2 separate regions of the Muntiacus reevesi genome follow, and region 1 is linked to region 2. The links are chromatin contacts, called in public Hi-C maps. All regions are on one chromosome and are shown on one strand. Each heading gives the region's core, a stretch centred on a gene start, on an enhancer-like site or on the middle of the called end of the contact. The rest is flanking DNA. Distances are from core to core; before and after follow the strand shown.

What was found. Hi-C and Micro-C count contacts between places; a contact is called where the count stands out from the background.
Region 1: a contact with region 2 is called in a Hi-C map of muscle, with 5 times the contacts expected there. The contact joins the promoter of ARPC5 here to the promoter of SMG7 in region 2. A contact is called at or near these places in 2 of 3 Hi-C or Micro-C datasets (blood and muscle).

Annotation. Positions count from the first base shown.
Region 1 is chr5:109,945,994-109,951,512 of mMunRee1.1, forward strand. ARPC5 (actin related protein 2/3 complex subunit 5) reads right to left here and starts at 1,776. Exons shown (of 4, transcript XM_065936187.1): 1 at 1,267-1,776. The coding sequence starts at 1,521. It overlaps RGL1 (ral guanine nucleotide dissociation stimulator like 1), which reads left to right and starts at 1,983. Exons shown (of 19, transcript XM_065936188.1): 1 at 1,983-2,386.
Region 2 is chr5:109,792,517-109,798,282 of mMunRee1.1, forward strand. It overlaps SMG7 (SMG7 nonsense mediated mRNA decay factor), which reads left to right and starts at 1,830. Exons shown (of 23, transcript XM_065936182.1): 1 at 1,830-2,007. NMNAT2 (nicotinamide nucleotide adenylyltransferase 2) reads right to left here and starts at 2,218. Exons shown (of 15, transcript XM_065936184.1): 1 at 1,843-2,218.

The DNA of each region.
Region 1 (5,519 bases), core at 526-3,025, 150 kb after region 2:
CACGTCACCTAAAAAAAGTTAGTCTCACAAAACATCATTTATGCATCACGAAGAATGTTTTTACACAGGATAATCTTCACCACTTATGTTCTAAAGAAAAAGGTCTGACTAAAAAAACTATGGTTGGTGGCGGGCTGTTATTTTCCAGGCTTAATGGACTTCTAGAGAAGCATGCCATTTGCAGATTGGCTCACTTATGAGACCGCTCCCCTCCACCCCAAACACTTAACTATTTTAAATAATGCAAAACAGCAACAGCTGATTGTGAAAGTCAAGGAAATCAAAGAAACATCTGTATGTTGATAAATGTTTAATGCTGTATTTTATGTGCCTGTAAGACCAGCTGTGGCTGCTACCAAATATTTTCACTCATGTATTTCCCCATTTAATTTAATAGGCCACTGATGAGGAAAGTCTAAAGAGCCTTCCTAATCTTATGAATACACCCAAGAATAATTAGAAATGAGCGAATTCAGTAACTGAGAATCTCTAAAACGACAGCCTTGGTTATTGCAACATTTACATTTTTCCGAAAAAAGATCTGAGGCAAATACTCCTTCAAAGTTATGAATATTCAAATATGCAAAACCCACACCAGGAACTGACAGCCACACTTTAACTTAACGGAAACGATTCCAGCATTACAAAATGATTCGGTTCTGTACAAATGATTCACCTTCTCCTATGTTATTCTTTGGGGTTTATTTAAAATATTTCCAGGGATTCTCTACATGCATTTTCCGTCTAGCAGGTAAAACGCTTCCAGCTTCTTTCTGGGCAGTTTTGTACTCATTCCCTTTCCCCTGGTTAACCAACTCTGTGCAACCTGTATTTTGTCAAATCGCTTCCTCTTAAAAAAAAGAAAAGAAAAAACAAAGCGCCCACAGGCTTAAAAAGACAGACAGAAGGCCCTCAATTTTGCAAGCCGCCCCATCTCTCCCGGCGTGAAATAACGCTGCCACAACAATACCACCACAATAAAAAGAAAATCACTGAAGAAAAATGCCCGCTCCTCCCGACCGGACGTGGGTGCTAATGAAAACCCGGTAAATACGACCTGAGAGGACCACTTAAGCACTCTGCAGCTGCCCGACAGACCAGCACCAGCGCCGCGAGGGCGCGGCCGTCGCCGCAGGTCCCTGGGAGGCGAGAACTCCGGGCGCAACCTGAGGAATCGGGGGCGTGGACGGCGCGCTGGGAAGGCAAGTTTCCGAGGGCGGGACCCGGGGGTCTCGGGAGAAAGGAAGAGCCCTCCTGCCCACTCACGACAGGAAGCCCACGGAGGCGGGGGTCCCCGCCCTCACGCCCTGCCCGCAGCGGGGTCCCGGAAGAGGGGCCGGGTCGGGTGGGGCGCGGAGGCCAGCGAACTGAAGGATATTGCCGCAGGCAGGAGTCCACCTCGCCCTCGTCGGGCCCGGCCTGCCCGTCGCCCCCGTCTTCCTCGTCCACGAACTTGTTCTCGTCGTACTCATCCACGTCCACCTTCCGGAACCGGGCCGACGACACCGTGTTCTTCGACATCCCCGCTCCGGACCGGTGGCCGAGGCCTCCTCTCGACGCTCCCTCGACCTTAGCAAGCCCAGCCCCAGCTGGAAGCCACAGACTGGCGGCTCCACTTCCCTCTTCCGCTCAGAGGCGTAGCCGGCAGCCGCGTCTCGGGTGGTTCTGGGCCTGCGCGCTGGCCGCGCTCCTTCCTCCTCAGGCTCGCGCCTTCCTCGACCCTCCTACGCCGCCCCCACGCGCCCCACAGCAGGGCGCGCCGGGGCGGTAGCGCGCTGGACGCAGCGCGCATGTGCGAACTCTCTGCGGGAAAGGGGCGGGGCAGGGCGACAGAGGCGTGGGCGGGAGGGGGCGGGGCAGGAGGGAGGGCCGAAAGCAGTGCCGCCGGCAGAGGTAAGAGGCGATTGGTCCTCCGGGTGCGTCACGTGAGCGCTAGGGGGTTTCCATAGAAACGCTTCTCTGCGGTCCAGTGTGGGGGGGGGTCTTAGGTTGGCGGCGATGGGCGCTGGGGGCGGGTGGCCTTGGCTTTGCTGCCGCCGCCGCCGTCAACAGCCTGTCATCGGGGTCCTGCCTAAGGTCCGGCTGGCACGGACTTGCCCGTGAGCTGGGATGGATTGGTTGCCGGACCAAGTCTCCTGCAGTTGGCAGGAGTATGGGGCGGAGTGATGCACGCCCAGTCGCTCAGCATCGTTCGAGTTGTCAGAGACCTCGCTTCGGACCGTGTTCTCCCCGTGGCTTCGTTCCCGAGCCCGGAAGCCCCTTTCTCCGGTGTGGAACTACGCTGCGCGGCCAGCTTGAGGTCCCCAAGGACGGAGTCGAAAGGTCACATCTTATCTGTCAGTGCTGTGTAATGGCAAGCGACTGCACCTGCAGAACTCGAACCTAGGTATCATAAATTAGGGAGGAGCGGGAGGTGTCTGGGCAGGGTCTAGGGTCCGGTGGCAGGACTGGGATGAACCTGTGGAATTTGGGGTAGGGTCAGCCATTGACATCTTAAAATAAGTGGTTATTTGGAGCAAGAATGCTAGAAAAGGGTAGGGACGAGTTACACTCTGGCTCTGAGGCGAAACAAAATGTGTAAGGATTAGTTCAAACAAGATCTTTAAGATTTATCTTTATGGCTTAAGATGTACATGATCCTCCTAAGGCCAGCTTTTTATTGTATTTGACACCCCAGTTTCTGCGAGCAAAGCTCTCACTGAGCAGGTAAGAGCCCTAAAGCACTAAATCTGAGGAAATGGTAGTTGGGTGGTGTGTCTAACACTGAAGTACAAATTTGCAAAATAAAATTAATTTGGATATTTATCAGGTTTAGTTTAATTCCACCTCTAGCTGAAGGCAGGCTGCTGCCCTGTTAAATACCTCAATCCTTGTTTTCCTGTGCTGTAGTTGAAAATAGCACTAGGTTTAGAACCAGAAAACCTTGGCTTGAGTCTTGATTCTTCCTTCCACTTCCTATTGATTGAGGCAGGTCATTTAAAATTCTGAATGTCAAGTTCCTCATTGCTAAAGTGGGGCTAATAATGTGTACTTAACAATATTGTTCTGAGGGTTAAACACAAGAAAGTGTTTGAAACTCTAAAATTGTGCATCAATGCAATTTGCATGTTATCTATACCATTGATTTTGGTACTAGTTTTATAAATTGCTTAATGATATATTGTGTTATATCTTGCCCCTGGAAGATATAGAAAAATTCTGGAGGGCAGAGACTGTCTTATTTCTTTTCTTTTTTCGAATTGAAGTACAGTTGATTTACAATGTTGTGTTAGTTTCTGGTGTACAGCAAATGATTCAGTTATACATACATGTTGTATCTTCCTTTATATCTGACATACAACTGAGCATGCAGAAGGTACTCGATACAGACACTCAATTATTTATTGATGAATGAATAAACGTGAAAGGCAGTACAGTTTGAGGGTCACACTGAGAATAATGAATCAGAAAAAAGAGGAAGAGAGATCTCAAAGTCAAACCTTTGTTGGACATGTATACATATGTGTGTATATATAGCTGTATCTATATCAATTTGTATCTATATACATATGTATGCAGAGATAGACAGGTAGACAGTTGGATGGTAGGTAGATACCTCCAGAATGGAATGCACCCCTTTTTCTTGGGAGGAAGAAGCAACATGGCATTTTCTTTTCACAGTTGAATTACCCTCAATAAGATTATCATTAAGTGATAGAAGTGACATTTATTGAAATCACCACTCAAGTTATGCGCCAATACACTGCTAAAAACTCCCTCAAGGGCTGTCTTAAGACAGCCAAGGAAAATTTTCTACCTGTTGGCAATATTTATTTTAAAAAGTCTTATACCAAAGTATCAGATCATTACTATGGTGAATGGCATTACATAACCTAGAATAAAGATTAAAAAAAATTTTTTTTCTGAGTTTAAATCTTTGGTGACTTTAGTAAGAACTGAATAATATACTTGTTTAAATGCTAAAGATGGTTGTACTTTTTGGTTTTGTAAATCATGATTTTCTTTGAAGAGAAAATTGAACATTAGAAGCATATTTGAGAGCAAATGGAAACAAGAATTCAAGAACTAATACATCCCTTCTCTTCCATTTCTATTCTAAATAAGTAGGGCTTATTTAGGAAATTTCTTTATTCTCTTTTTTTAGAATTGGGAAAGAACACGAGAGTGGAAATCAACTTAAGGGAATAGTGAGGGGAATTTTAAAACTCAAGTTGTTCAAGGGTATAATTGTTTTGAATTTTGCTCTGTGTGTTAAATGTGTTAAATATAATTAATTAGTTCTCAGTCACATAGTGCATATTACATTTCAGATATAATGTTTAAAATGTACTTTTCCAGTGGGTATTTTTTGTTGTCTCACAATGATAAATACCTAGTCCACAGTGGGTGCTCAACACATTTCTATCCAATGAATTAATCTGACAAGTTAATTTTGGAATTATATTTAGAGGTTGAGATTTTTAATTATCTTCCCACCTTCATTAGCTAATAGTTAACTCTATATAAAGCTTTAGAGAAATTTCTTTGTGTGTATATAAGTGTATGTGAAGAAACCAATCCTTCATAATCTTTTAATTGGAAAATACATTCTTCTACTTGCAAATTCCAAATTTTTATTGTTGATTGTGGCACTTAATTCATTTTAAGTAATATTATTTTTCCTACTTTAACTTTTCAAGTGAGTGCTTATTCCTGAAATAAAGGATCCATATGGTTTTAAGACAGTTTATTTATTGTGCACATAGCCTGGTTTGGTTCAGTGCTAAAGTAATACTGAATCTGAATTTTCCCAAGATTAATGCTGCAATGGTAGTATATACCTCTTTCTGATTTTCTGTGATGAAGGATCTTTTTAGTTAGAAAGGATTTTGATAAAACTATCCAGTAACAGATCTCTCTTTGCAGATATTTTAAACCAAGTACTTTGCCTGCTCTGTGCTTCTTTCTCCCACATTTGTCAATATTTATTAATTTACAAAGTAAAACATTGAATCCTGTACACTATTTTTTTTATTTGAAGTGGAAGGGACTTCAAAGTTAATCAAATATGTTGAAAGTATTATAAATAGAAACTAAATAATTTTCAGTTCTGGTAATGATAGTTTAATACCACTGTTCTCTAACAGCATAATTATTACAATGTAAAAAGATTTTTAGCATTTTATCCATAGATTATGTTATGTTTTAACACTTGTGCTTAATATCCAAATGAGCTGGTTCAGTGTTGAAATACCAACCTTCAAATCTTCAGGTTTTTGTGATTAATTTTAGCTTTACATAACCTTGTGATTACACACTGAGGTAGAGTAGGTAGGGTGAACTATTACTTTATGATAGGATTTTTATTCTTCAAAGATTAAAAACATTTTAAAATCTGTACTCATGTCTCAGGCAAAAAATTTAGTGCTAAATCAAAGATTAAACCTTATTTGTTAAACATCCTTGTGAATGGGACTCTTTCTATTAACATTTTTTTAACCTCTTTTTGATAATCTAAAGGAAAGCTATCAGTTTTTTGC
Region 2 (5,766 bases), core at 580-3,079:
GGAGAGCTCCATAATACCAATGGAAAATATAATTTGTAAAATGCTAAATAATTCTTTCAAATCACTAGGATGACAACTTCTCCAGCTACTTACCACACTTCATATTATGAAGAACCCATTCGTTAGTGTGCTTTTTTTTTTTTTTTTTGCCTCAAACCTGAGATAAAATAAACATAATAATCATTCAAAAAGATTGGGTCTAAGAATTAAAATCCATTTCCTAGAAACCTTTTATTGGAACTTCGCCCAAGTATCTGTTTTATTGACACCATCTTACCCAATGCGTTCCTCTCCAACCCAAAAGATACATAGTGACGAGTTCTAAAACACTGCAGACAGACGAGAGAAGAAGGAAATTTGAAGAGGAGCAAGGAAATGGGACGTCTGCTTTTGATAAGCAACGGGGACTCCCACTGGGGGAGGGGTGCCTCTCAGAGGGATGGCGGCCCTGAACTTCGCACCGTGTCCCCTGCCCTAAGCGCTGGAAAAACCACTTGTCAGCCTTCCAAGATGAGTTCCCACCCCCACTCCGACCTCCTCGTGGCAGGAGATGGCTCGTGAAGGCCGCGCGGGGAACTCCCGAGGAGGCTCCGTCGCCGAGTGCGATTGTGGGGTGGGGTCTGGGGGGATTTCTGTGAGGGGCCGACCCGCTGGGGAAAGTCGGATGTCCCAGTCGGCAGAAGAGGGATCTCGGCAGTCGTGTGCCGTTCTCCTCCCTCAGGGACCCCGTCCTGGCGGGACCCCGCCTCCCAGAGCCCTCCCGGTGATGGGGAAACCCCTGGCCCGCCTCGCAGCCTAGCGCCGCCGCCTCGCCCAGTCGGCTCCAGCCCGCCGCCCACCAGCCTTCAGGCCCGGCATCTTCTTCATAGGCCCGGCCCTCCCCGCGTCCGTCACGGAGAGGAAAACTATGGAGGCGGTTCCCGCCCGCAGGCGGGTGGAAAAGCCCACGGTGAATGCCTCGGGGTCTCCCCCATCGCTGCGGGAAAGGGAAAGGGAGGAGAAAATCAACCTCACTGCCCAGGAGAACTATCCGGATTCCCAACCTGGGGGAGGCCTTTAAGATGGAAGGGAAGCCGAGGGGAAACCCTAGGCACTTTTCGGGGAATCCACTAAGCCAAGGGAGGGTCATTCAGCCTCACACATTGGTTACTATGACAATACAGCTACAGCTTCCAGTTGCCTTGGCAGCTGCTTATCCAATCCGATTGGTTTCTTTTCTCTCCATCCCTGGGCTCCACCCTAACCCCTACAATAGTGTCCCTGCGTGCAGAGGGAGGGGCCCCAGAAAAGAGGAGGGGGTCCTTAGCGTCACTCTAGAGCGCGAGGGTGGACCAGAGACGAGGGACTGGGGGGCCGGAACTGTAAGAGGAAGAGGCGGCGTTTCCGGTCGGGAAGCGTGGAGGAGTGGAAAAAAGGAAGAGCGAAATCGGACGGAGTGGAAAGACGGGGGAAGACTTTGAGTGTAACTCCCGATTGATTTGGGCTCGATGTTCCCGGTGAGGCTGGGGTTGCCCCCTCGCGCGGGAGGAGAGAGGTGGGTTGGCCGGAAGCCACCAAGCGCCTCCAGTGGGCCACTCAGCAGCCGCACAAGCGCCGCACGGCTAACTGATCCCAAGAGGGAGCGCTACAGAGAGGCGGAAATCACCCGGAGGGACCGGCGCCGCTGAAATCTCGCGAGAGACCCCCCCCCGCACTTCCTTCCTCTGCTGTCCCTCTTTCCCCCGCCCCCATCCCTTCTCCCTTTCCCTCCCCCCTTCCCGGGTCGGAGTGTCCCTGCGCCCCAAGGGCCGGAGCAGCAGCGAGAGCAGCTTTCCCCGCTCCCTCCCCCCTCGCCTCACTCACCCCCACCCCCGCCGAGCGAGGAGGAGCCGGAGGAGAGGAAGATGGCGGCGGCCGCCAGCACCCGTGGTGCCGCGGGGCCGCTCCGAGGAGCCTGAGAGACGCGCAGAGGCTTCGCGGGAAGACGCGGCGGCGGAGGATGAGCCTGCAGAGCGCGCAGTATCTCCGGTGAGTGTGGAGGCCGGCCCTGTACGGAGCGGGGGAGCGGGCCGAAGGTTGGGGGCATGGAGCAACAGACACAGAGGTGGTACGTCCGGGGCGGCGGGGGAGTTGCTGTGTCCTCTCTTTTCCCGGCTGGGAGGCGGGGGCTGCGAGAGGCTCGGCGGGAGGGGGCGGAGCGGGCACACACTTGGGTGCCTACCCCCCTCCGCGGGCCGGGCTGAGTTCCCGCGGAGCTGGCTGGTCTCGGTGCGGGGAGGGAGGTTAGGGAAGCGTGAGAATGTGTGTGTGTGCGCGCGCCCGGGGTCGCGGGCTCGCTGGCGAGTCGGGGCGGGGAGGCGCCCGGGGAGGCGGCGGCGACCCCGAATGGAGGTGGGTGTGGAGGAGTCTGATGTGTGGAGCAGTCTGATGCCGGTGGCGGGGAGACGTGGTGTGGTTGTGGAATTGACTTGAGCGATGCCTGGGGAAAAGGCCAGGTGGAAGTCTGCACACCTGGGGTGTGTGGGGAGGCCGGGGAGGGAGGCCTAAGGAGGGGGAGGCCGCCGGAAACTGGAGTTTGTTCATCGTTCTGGGGTTGGAAGTACTGAGAAACAATGTCATCTGTAGTTAGTTGGTGGGGTGGGGGTAGGGGGCATAAAGAAGGGAATGGATGAGGAAGTGAGGAAACAGAGAGGTAGTACGGCCGGGGTTGGATTCCCCAGAAGAAACTGGGTTAGGATCCGTCGGAAGATACCATTCGGAGAGTCGTGTAGATACATTAAGAGTGGTGTAAAGAACTTGTATGTCGAGGTAGAGTGACGCATGGGTGCAGAGTGAGAGAGTGTGATGTTTATCAGGGGAGGGTTAAGGGGGAGATTAATACACAGTGGAGAAGGAAGATGCAGACTGGAACCAAGTAAATGGTGTCGAGAGCGTATTGCACCAGCTATTGTGCAGCTTGGAAGGTTCCATGGAAGCAGAATAAGAACTTGAAGGTAGAGATAAATGGGGGTCAAGATCCTGATGGCACAGGAAAAGAAGATTGTTAAGAGCCTAGAACTTAGTGGGGAGTTGCCACTGCGTAGAAAAGGGGAAGGACAACCCTGAAACAGGTCATTTTGTCTTTTAGTAGCAGAACTAAGAATTGCAAGCTTATGGTAAAATGATTTTAAAAGTGGTTTCATACCTCGTGGAGGAGGGAATTGGATGGGGTAGTAGTCTGAAATGAGCAGAAAAGTCATTTTAGCCATTTAGTGAAGTGAAAGTATTGGTGTGTGAGTGGATCCCTGCAAGAAAGGTTTATAGTTAAGTGCTACATGAGGGTAGCTATTCTACTTTTGAAGGTAGTAATCGTTTTATTAAGCAGTGTGTGTAGAGGAGAGAAGGATGAGATCTTTCAAGTATGGTGGAATGCCTGAGTTTAACTGACAGCATGTATGCCCAATGACTGCGTGGTAGGTAGGTGGAATCATTGGGATATTTCAAGGTGCTTTTTCTCTTTTATTATCCCTTTGTTGTTTAACATATCAGATAAGCTTAATAAATACAACTACAGTGAAGGTGTATGATAGATGCTGTAGAGGAGAGATATGGAAACTGTCAGGACAGTCCTTAGTTTTAAGGAATTTGCAAGTTAGTATATAATAGGCAAGTAAACTATGGTAAGGATCATAGAAGATACCAAGTGTATGAGTCCAAAGGCAGATTACAGGAGCAGTTGGGGTGAATCAGGAAAAGCTTCCTTTATTTCCTCATTCATACACATGATTCATCAGTCATTTTGGTGATCACCTATATGGGAGGCATTGTACTAACTACTAAGGCTATGAAGGTAAGACTCCACCCTCTTCTTAAAGAGTTTGCAGTTTGCTAGGCTTCAAGGAGAAAACAGCACTTAAATTGGACCTTAAGGATAAACAGTATTCTGAGAAGTGTGGATTGTGAAGGAGGAATCCATATGAAGGAAACTGAGCAGAGATACATAGAAAGGAGGACTGGGCTGTGGGGGAAGTATTCAGTCTAGTTAAACATAAGTATAAGGTGATGCAGCTGGAAAAACTTAACAGTTTCATAGATTAAGTTTGACCCCTTCTTTTTACAGATGAAGAGAGCGTAACCCCCAAAAGTTATAATTATTGAGGATCATACAGTTGGTTTGTGGAAGCAAAAACTCAAATATAGGTCTTCTGACTCTAGACCAGCTATGCTGTGTGTAGCATGTCTCAATTCACCCATTCTTCCCACGAATATGTCTTGAGAGATTGCTGTATTCTAGGCACTGAGGATTCAGTGGTAGACGATTAACAGTGAACATGGGAAAGTATTTTCTGATGGAAGGTTGCAACAAATAAACATAGGAACAGATAAATATGTTTACCAGGTGGTGATAAGTACTAGCAAGAAAAATAAAGTAAGACAGGGATGTGCTGTTTTATATAGATAGGGTGATCAGGGAAAGTCTATTTGATTAGGTGCCCATAGAGAAAAATCTTGAATACTTTGACCTATAGTGTATCGTTAAAATGAGTGGACAATGGGGAATCTGAGACCGTTTGTTTAGAATGGAAATCACATGTTCATAGCTTTGTATTAGAAAGGTGCATCTGTGTGGTGGGCTTAGTTAAGGACCAGAAATAAGGTGGTGTCAGTGATACTAGAAAGGTATGATGAAAAGCAGATCAGGAGAGTGGTGGTATTTTTTTTTTAAATGATGATGACTGATGTTTGAAAAGCCCAGTTTTTTAAAATATTTATTTATTTGGCTGCACTTGGTCTTTGTTGCGATTTTGTTCCCTGACCAGAGATCTAACCCAGGCTCTCTGCAATGGGAGCTTGGAGTCTTAGCCGCTGGACCACCAAGGAAGTTCTTTGATGGTATTTTTAATGGGAAGATCAGTTGGCTTTGAGAGGCTTCTATGTTTATTGTGTTTTTAAAGTTAGCATGGTAAGGAAGACTTATCCTTGGGTTGTGGAATCAATAGTAGATACTTGGCAATGAATTTAGTTTTTTAAAGAAGCGGGAAAAGAATAAGAGTGAACACATGTTTAAATAGCCTAAATTTCCCAGCTAAAGTTGAACAGGCAAAATTGAATAGGTGTAGGACCTGGAACCACATAAAGATTCCTGAAAGCCAACCTTTTCTCAGCCTTGCTTATCTGTCTTAAGTAAATAAAAGCAAATCTTAGGGCCAATAGTCGACAGAGATGGGAAGAGGTGATAAGACTTGCACCAGCCAGAATTTCTCTCTTTCTCTTCTTTAGATACTCGATCCTTTTGAAGTGTGCTGTGTAACTAGTGGTTACCAGTGGGGACAGAGTGGGATGCAGTATAGGGGTGGAAGAGTGGGAGGTATGAACTATTGGGTGTAAGAGAGACTCAAGGATGTACTGTACAACACGGGGAATATAGCCAGTATTTTGTAATTACTGTAAATGGGCAGTAACCCTTAAACATTGTATTAAAAATTAAAATCTGCTGTGAGAGTCTAGAGAATGTTTTCAGGGAAGCATTATATTCACTTTCTTTCCTTTGATGAATATGGAACCATTGGTTTTTATAGACAACTTGGGGAGGATGCTGAGTGAGTGTGGTTGTGGGTATAGCAGTTATTCTTTGTGACTTTCATTTTAGCAGCAGTGTTGTTGTCTACCTTTGTCAGTGGTGTAAGACCATGACTGGGCAGTCTTTAGACTGTACAGCTACAGATCTTCCTCATGTAGATGAAAATTAGTTTTGTCTCAGCTGAGTTAATTCGTCAGTAAGTGAGCTGGGGTGTCCGGTGTTGAAAT